3 separate regions of the Zea mays genome follow, and all the other regions are linked to region 2. Evidence: chromatin contacts called from public Hi-C data. All regions are on one chromosome and are shown on one strand. Each heading gives the region's core, a stretch centred on a gene start, on an enhancer-like site or on the middle of the called end of the contact. The rest is flanking DNA. Distances are from core to core; before and after follow the strand shown. Region 1 holds the start of LOC100280507 (AKIN gamma). Region 2 holds the start of LOC100280393 (60S ribosomal protein L37a). Region 3 holds the start of LOC103647221 (transcription factor BHLH156).

Region 1 (2,700 bases), core at 45-2,544, 220 kb before region 2:
AGTTCGGCTTAATTTGACTCGTCTCATTTTAATTTTGTCATGAGCTGAGATAACATCTCAACTCGGTTTGTTAATGAGACAGTTTAAGCTAGCTCAATAACTCAAATGAGCTCGTATTTTTCAGCAAAACACAGCCTTCACTTGTTTTGGATGCACTAATAAGTGATGAACTGTTTTAGTTTGATGTTTATTTGATGTGGAATGTGAAATTGTGAGTGTTATTACACTTTTCTAGTGTTAAATTGGTCTAGAATTAATTATCAATTAATTATATTGTTGTATATATATTGTTTTTAGTCATGCCTCGCGAGTTAAATAAACCATCTCAAGCTCACAAACAAGTCGAGCCGAGCCGATTCTCTGGCTCAATTTCTTAATAAGCCGAACCAAACTGAATCGAGTTGGCTCAGTATCCGTCCTAGATAGAACCAGAGCCGTTTCCGTTTATCACCCGGTCCCTTAAGAGGGTGACCAGTTCATATACTTTCATATACTTTTATACTTTTTGGTTAATTGTATGTATTTAGGTTATATTTATAATCTTCAGAACTAATAGTTAGCTGCTAAAATTAACAGTTTTCTAATCACTCTTAGCTAATGCTCTACTAATTATTAATTAGTTCACAACTAACAGTTAATTTATTAGTTGACTCAATCCAGCTAACAATTTATGAGCTTGCTAAAACTAATCCGGCTAACAATTCGTTAGCTAGTTAACCATTAGTTTTACATATTCTAAACATGACCTTAGTGTGGCTGAGATAAAAAAATAATACAGGATTCTAATTATGATTTTTATTTTGTACAAGTACACTCTTAAAGTCCTTATTTTATCTAGTTATTATGTTTTAAATCTTTAAAATATTAATATCACATGATATTTACTAACAAAACTGTCTTTTACAATGGCGTGCATTGGCGCATTTTTCAACATTTGTGGAACGTTGTAGATGCCACGTCGTCGTATCCAGCCGATCCCCGGGATCGTAGTCGGTGCCGCAGCGGTTTTTCTTCAGCACTAGCAGTACTAGGCGAAACCAGCAGTACAACCTGCCCGGCGTGTCCACCTGTTCAGTGACATGTGGACCATACCTTCCGTGGCGGGCCCCGAGGGCCATCCGACCGGCGGCACTCGGTCGCCTTCGTGAGGTCGTCCCCCCTTCCGTTGACGGGACGCGCACAAGCGCAGCCGCAGAGCACACTCCACTGCGGCCGAAGCAAAGCAAGACGGCGGTATTAGTATTTAGTAGGCACCAGCGGCTTGCTCCGCGTCGTCATCGGTAGCGCGCGGTCGCGACTGGCTTCTCGTAGCAGCTTATCTACAGTAATAATCACAAGAGCCTACTAGGTGGTGGGAGCAGAGCAGCACTTGCAATTGCAACCAGCAAGCGCAAGAGAGGAGGGGGCTCAAGAGTCTTGACGCGTCTAGCCTTCGCAGAAAAGGGTTCAAGCGAGAAGAGGGGGGGAGAGGGCACGGGTTCAGAGCTGGAGGAGATGGAGAGCCCGCGCAGCCCCGAGGCGGAGATCGGCCACCGGGTGGAGGACCTCTGGGAGGTGGCGGAGCCGCAGCTCTCGCCGTCGGAGAAGCTCAACTCCTGCTTCGAGGACATCCCCGTCGCGTCCTTCCCGCGCACGCACCCGTCCCAAGGTGATATCCTGTTTATCAATTACTTTTGCGGTTGCCTCGCCCCCTCCTCCTTCGTGCCTTGCTTACTGTACTGCTCGCTAATTTGTATCCGGTCCCTCGTGCGTGTTCAATCGAAATAATTTTTTTTCTTCAAAAAATCGTCTTGATGTAGCGAAACGTAAACCTCTGTATCCATCCAGCGTCACATCTGAGTTCGCGTTCGCGTGCTGTGTGATCCAGTCGAACAGCTCTCTTGTTCCGGTGTCAGTTGCATTATTTGTGTCTGTATCGTAGTTTTGTTGGCGTTGGCAGGAGCCCCTTGCTCATATGTCACTGTGGTGCTGATCTGCTCCAGTAGAGCCAGTCTGTGCTAGGTTGCCGTTCTTGTCATTTCAGGGTTGCAGACATGGAATTTTTAAGGTCTTATTTCAATGGACGATCCAGTGGATGTTCTCTATAGCCCTTGCCTCCTATGGTCAGCTCAGTGGGCATGTCTTCTCTGAACCAAATGCATGGGCCTTGACGAACTGTTCTTAATACAGTGATAGTGTCACACGATTTCTCTGATATCAGATTACACGTATATCTCGTTCTTTTCCTTCCTAGGTCCAGTGATGCGGTAGAGGTCTAATAGTACATAAGACAAGTATATGTATGTTAGTTGGGGTGTCGTTTTCATCTCTTGACCAACTCAGCAAGAGACGTGGAGCACTTTCTTTGTCGGCATGATGTGTGTCACTGTGTGGGTTGATGTGGATAATTCATAATTATCAGCTTGCTCAGAAATCATCGAGCTGCCATGATTGCAAGAGGCATCTTCTCGAACAGTGAGGCTCCCATTACCATATTTTGTCTTAGTTGTGAACCTGCTATCTCCAAGAGTTTCCAAAACTCTCACTCCTAATCTAGATTTTTTTAGCAAGATAAAAAGAACTGCTCTCCAACAACTCTCTATCTTAACTCCGAATCTTTCCGCGCTTAGGTAAGTCAATGCAATCGCGCAGATAAATACGCGCGGAAAGAATAAAAAGGCAGGACAAGGTTCCTGATGCAAATATACAAAGAAAATATAA
Region 2 (2,700 bases), core at 67-2,566:
CGTCATGTGACACAATTCCTATGATGGTTCGTAAATTTGTCGTTGTAGTTGAGAGACCCGAAGCATCTTCTCTGGTCGCTTCTCGACTTGCTGATGAATAGCTTTGATATTTTCAATTTTTAGGTCAAGATCATCTTGTGGTGGAGGATTCGTGTCCTTGCTTTTCCCTTTCTATGCCTCGAGAAGACGCGCCTCTTCATCCTAGATCTGATCAATGGGAGGAAGAACTAAGGCGGGAGCTGCGGTCCTCTTTGGAGGCATGATAGATAGATGCTTGTAGTCATGAGTTCAACGAAGGTGTATGCCAATGTTGGTCACGTGCTTTGATTCTTGATCGGGACAAAAATAGGGCAACACAATTAGGGAAAAGACTTTCGTCCCCACATTCTATTCATTAAAAAAGACCAGGAGAAGAAGGTTGATATAATAAAAGATATCCAAATAACATAATAGGATAGAATGAAAACATTTGAGAGAGACCGCTACTAGTATAATCCTTTTATTATACCTTTTAAGTTACAAGCAATTACAAGTGTACCTTCGGGAGTTAAGGTAAGGATGCGAAGGTACAACTTCGGAAGTAGAGTGATTCTGATTTCCCATGTCCTCTCCTCCAAAAATGTGTCTCTGCATGACATTGTACCTATTTTTTTAGTGGAGAGCCACAATACAACTCGATCTAAGATTACAAATATGCCCTCGAGTCCTATACATTGAGACTACATAACCCTCCAGGGACGTCATTATCTTTTCATTTGTAGGCGTGTTGAATAGGCCTCTGGGTTTCTCTCCTTTAGCTTTGTTGGCTTGTTGTCGTGCGTCTGAGCCATAGAGCCGAAGCTTCCTGGCTCTACTTTCGTGAGTACATGGTTTAACCGAAGGTTTTCAGACGAAGGTCAAGTTCACTACTTCCAAGGTTCTAAAACAAACTTAGAACAATATATATTAATGTTTTGAGGAGCTTCAGCATGAAAAGGCCCCCAACATTATCTAATTTGTTCTACCTCTTAAACATCATGGTTAACCTTTTTTGACATCTTGCTTTCAACCTTTTCTATTTTCCTTAAGCTAAACATGTTTCTAAATATTTTAAATATGTTTTCATAAGATTGAAATATTTTGTATATATATGTTTTATCTCAGTCATCTTCTTTTTTTTTGTAATTTTAAAACATTTTAATTCAAAAACTTTATTAAATATCTTTCAAATTTTAAACTAAAAAGGGATAAAACAGTTCCAAAATCAGGGCCCATTTAAGCCCAGCCCATAATAGCAGGTCGCATCCATAGACTTCCACGAAACCCTAGCGCCTCATATATATAGTTTCTCTCCTGCCACTTTTGCGAGCTTACCCTCAGCACGCCGCCGCTACAGCCCGCACCTCGTTTCCTCTCCCGTCTCCGAGATGGTACGCCGCTTCTCCTCGTCCTCCCATTCTTCCCGTTACTAAGTATCTGTGTACGGTGTATGCCTAGTTGTGGACGTTTGTTATTATGTGTCGAGCGAGATCCTAGTGTTTGACTTGGTAGCCCAGCAGCTTCAGTTCGATATGGATTCGAAGGCTCCATAGTTTAATTTTCTTGATAGGGGCGTGCCAGCAATCATGCTTTGTACCAGTCGTGTTTCCATGGAAATTTGAGATATTAGGGTACCCAGATAGGCCTATGTGAAATGTGGTGGTATTGTTAGCATGACAGAAACAATGTAATTCTAAACTGCAATCTATTGCTAGCCTGTTTGTAGGGTCGTCATCGTAGTTGGATTTTGCTAGGCTGTCACTAGGCTGGATTGTGCAATTTAGCATTGCACAACGCCTTTTGTGCAGGGTAGGTTTGGAGCAGTTGCTACCTCAGGTTTGCAATGGTAAGGTGCCCAAAACCTGCTACACTTAAGGTAGAAGGCAAACTATTTCCGTAAAGCCTGTTTGCGCTCCGCATTTGAGTCCTATATAGGCTTAGCCTTTCAAATTCTATTGGTGATCACATGTTAAATGGAAACATGTTGAAGGCAGTGGTGTACTCACTCCGTTCCAAATTGTAAGCTCAATTACTTGTCACTTTTGATTTTGCATGGTTTCAAAGATTTGACCATCTGTTTTCTACAGCATTGTATTTGTGAGATTTTTTGATAAATACTTATTATCATAAATCAATCTGGATGTGTCAATATACCATCACCAACCTAGATGTTCAAGATATCTTATTTGGTAGATTATAATTATATTTTTTGCCAGTCGAACGCATGGTGACAAGTATATGTGAATGTACATAACATTTTATCAGTTTTTAGGTGTGCTGTATGTTTGGTTTACATTGTTAGTACTTGTGCAAGTTCAAGCATATTGGAAAAATACATTGTTTGTTTACTGTAAAGACAAACTAGTTATCGAACTTGATGAAAAATAAAACATTTTGATAAATCCAACATGGTCTCCAACTTAATGAAAAATAAAACATTTTCATAAATCCAACCCGGTCAGCTGACACATTTGCTGTAATCTGAAGCTGTACCTGGCAGCATGCAACATGAAAGTAGTATACAGTCCTAAGTTTAGCATTCAAATACCACTAGTATAAATCAGTAGGCCATAATATTTTTTCACTTGTGTTGATTTTAGTTGTATTTCCTTCGTTCAGATGTGTATGGAGTAATTTTTCTCTTGCTGCTATTGGAGAGTCAATAGTGACTAGCTGAACTGT
Region 3 (2,700 bases), core at 85-2,584, 190 kb before region 2:
ACCTTGAGCGTAAGCGTTGACATTGACACGACGCGGTCCGGCCCCGACCGGCCACCGACGCTGGAGGTCTCCACCCGGAAACACGCCAGCGACTCCGCGGCCGCGCACAGCGGCGCCGCCACGCCGTCCCGCCGCTCGCACTCCACCGTTACGAAGAACCTGCCCTCGCCGACCTGCACCGCGCCCACGTGCGTCACCCGGGCGCCGGAGCCCGCGCTCCTCCCCGCGTCGCGGCGGCGTTCCTGCTGCTGCTGCTGGTGGCGTCGTCGACCAGCCCCGGCCGGCCCGCTGTGCTGTCCGGTAGGCGACCTCGGCCGCGCCTCCAGCGCCGCGACCTCCTCCTTGAGCTTCCTCGCGTGCGCCTGGAGGTTCTTCACGTACACCACCGCGTCGGCGATGATGGACGCCTTGTCCATCTGCACGGCGCGCGCGGGGACCATGAGCCGAATGCATGTAAACCAGCTATGTCGATCGAGCTCCCCAGCGAACAAAGGTCCAAATAAACTAGCTCCTCTAAACCGATCGGTCGGAGCCTAACCTTTGTGATGTTGGGGACGAGCGCCCTCAGCTCGTAGAGCTTCTCCTTCATCCGAACCCTCCGCTTCCGCTCCGACACGATCGTCTTGGACCGGTCCCTCCTCTTGCGCGTCGCGCCCAACACGTCGTCGTCGCCGTCCTCGGCCTCGCGGTGCGGGTGCCGCTCGGAGGCGAGCTCCACGGTACCTTGCTCTTGCTCCCCAGAAGGGGGGCTCGCGTCGCCGTCCAAGGATACGCTCGGTGGCGGACCGCCGTCTGGAGAGCCACCGTCGTCGCACTGCCACTGCTGGTAGTAGTGATCGTCGCCCATGCCGTCGTCGGTGCCATTGGCATCGCCCCGACCACCGAACAGCTCCTCGCCGAGCTGCATGAGGTCCTCCACCCACCCGCCGTCGTCGCCGCCGACGCCACCCGTGGCGCCGACCTGCTCCACGAACAACCCGCCGTTGGGAAAATGGGCGGGGTCTTGGCCGCTGTCGACGGTAAAGAAGCCCGGGCTGCTGGCCATGAAGCGCTCCAAGTGCAGCAGCTGGTGCTCCATGTCCATGGTTCAAGACTTTCAAGTGGTGGTCCTGATCTTCTTTTGCGTTGGAAACAGAACTGCTGAGTGCTGATGACCTTGCAGGCCAAGACCGCTAATGGCGGGCTCGTTATATATATAAGCTCTAGTAGTCTAGTCTGAAACGGATTAGGACAGTAAGATTCTAGATAAGCGCAGTAAATACAGGTTGTCACGAAACAAGCCGTCAGCCTATTAGATATTCAAAATAAAAGATCCTTGGCGAATTAGATATTCATCAGCCGGAATGTTCTAGAAATGGTTCCTAAGGCATCAGTGTTCAATCAGAAGCTGCTGAAAGGCAATTAATTATTGGATGCATTCCTCGAAGTTTCTTCGAGTAAAAAACTGGAAACAAAACAGCTGTCCTCAATACTCCCTCGACACCAAATTAGTGTTTGTTTCGTATCTTCATTTTTATGTCTATATTTAAATAAATGGTAATAAATATATCAATTATTGAATAAATTTTGTAAACAATAACTACTCAAAACGGTTAAGTTCATCACACATAACAGCTTTTGCATAGACGTTCCCTGAATATTCATGAAAAGCATCCAAATATTATCTTTACTAAATCCTCTATATAATTGTTGGAACTTGCTACCAAGTGCAAGGGGATCCAACGGGGGTGAGAGTTGACGTAAACAGGGTTCTCACACAAGATGGCAAAAGCTCTATTAATCTAACATCTAAAGGGCACTGTGCGGGGGTATTTATAGGTATCTGAGTGCACAGCATCCTGTGTTAAGGACGCATGTGCCCTCAGACACCTAGGTTATCCCCGGAATATTCCCATAAAGCGGGGTTACAGACTGTAATTACAGGGATGCCTTTACAAATTAGGCCCGTAACGCGCAGCGGCCACGCAGGGCCTGTTACAATGGGTCGGATCACACGTGGGCCTCCATGCTGGACGAGGTCGCAAGGTGGGACGACCTCGTCACAGGTCTTCGTCCGATGTCGTATGGGGCGAAGGGTGTCCCTGCCCGTTGTCTTGTCTCCGTTGGACCAACGACTACGGCGAAGGCATCGAGCGAAGGGTGGCGTCTTCGCCTTCGCCCCAACATTTGCCCTCCGAGGGACCAGTTCGACTAAGTCATCTGGTGCCGAAGACGTCGCTAGATGGCGGAGACACTGCCCTCGCTCGAAGTGGTTCCGCGGGGGTTTTTGACATGACCGTTGATTGACACCGTACTGTTGGACTGCGGGTTTCCCGAAGCGCCGTGCCCTGTGTATAAAAGGGGGCGGGGGGCGGCGCGTTTTGAACTTTATCTTTCCGCGCTCCTTGAAAACCCTAGCCGCCTTTTCCACCATCTTGCTACTCGTCTGCCCTCCTTGCTCTTGTTCGCCGGAGATCTGGCCCGAGTGAAGCAGACCGCCCGCCGCCGCCGACGGTACGTAGCGATGCCGACCTCTTCTTCTTCTGCTGACGCTACGTCGCCGGCCGACGCGTCGTCTGAGGAAACGCTGAGTACTGTGGCGGCGGAGGAGTTGCGCGCCGGCGATACGGTGGATTTCGGTGTGTCGCGGATGTCGTCGGTCCGCGTGCAAGATATGCAGCGGCTTGGTTACTTTGGCGGCGGAGTCGCTCGTGTCCCGGG

Evidence for each region. Hi-C and Micro-C count contacts between places; a contact is called where the count stands out from the background.
Region 1: a Hi-C map of leaf shows a contact between it and region 2, with 5 times the contacts expected there. The contact joins the promoter of LOC100280507 here to the promoter of LOC100280393 in region 2. A contact is called at or near these places in 6 of 25 Hi-C or Micro-C datasets (endosperm, leaf and root tip).
Region 3: a Hi-C map of ear shows a contact between it and region 2, with 1.7 times the contacts expected there. The contact joins the promoter of LOC103647221 here to the promoter of LOC100280393 in region 2. A contact is called at or near these places in 2 of 25 Hi-C or Micro-C datasets (ear and endosperm).

The regions. Positions count from the first base shown.
Region 1 is chr2:75,430,914-75,433,613 of Zm-B73-REFERENCE-NAM-5.0, forward strand. LOC100280507 (AKIN gamma) reads left to right here and starts at 1,295. Exons shown (of 6, transcript NM_001291619.1): 1 at 1,295-1,648. The coding sequence starts at 1,495.
Region 2 is chr2:75,652,077-75,654,776 of Zm-B73-REFERENCE-NAM-5.0, forward strand. LOC100280393 (60S ribosomal protein L37a) reads left to right here and starts at 1,317. Exons shown (of 5, transcript NM_001320713.1): 1 at 1,317-1,409. The coding sequence starts at 1,407.
Region 3 is chr2:75,462,535-75,465,234 of Zm-B73-REFERENCE-NAM-5.0, forward strand. LOC103647221 (transcription factor BHLH156) reads right to left here and starts at 1,335. Exons shown (of 3, transcript XM_008671791.3): 1 at 539-1,335; 2 at 3-416. The coding sequence starts at 1,084.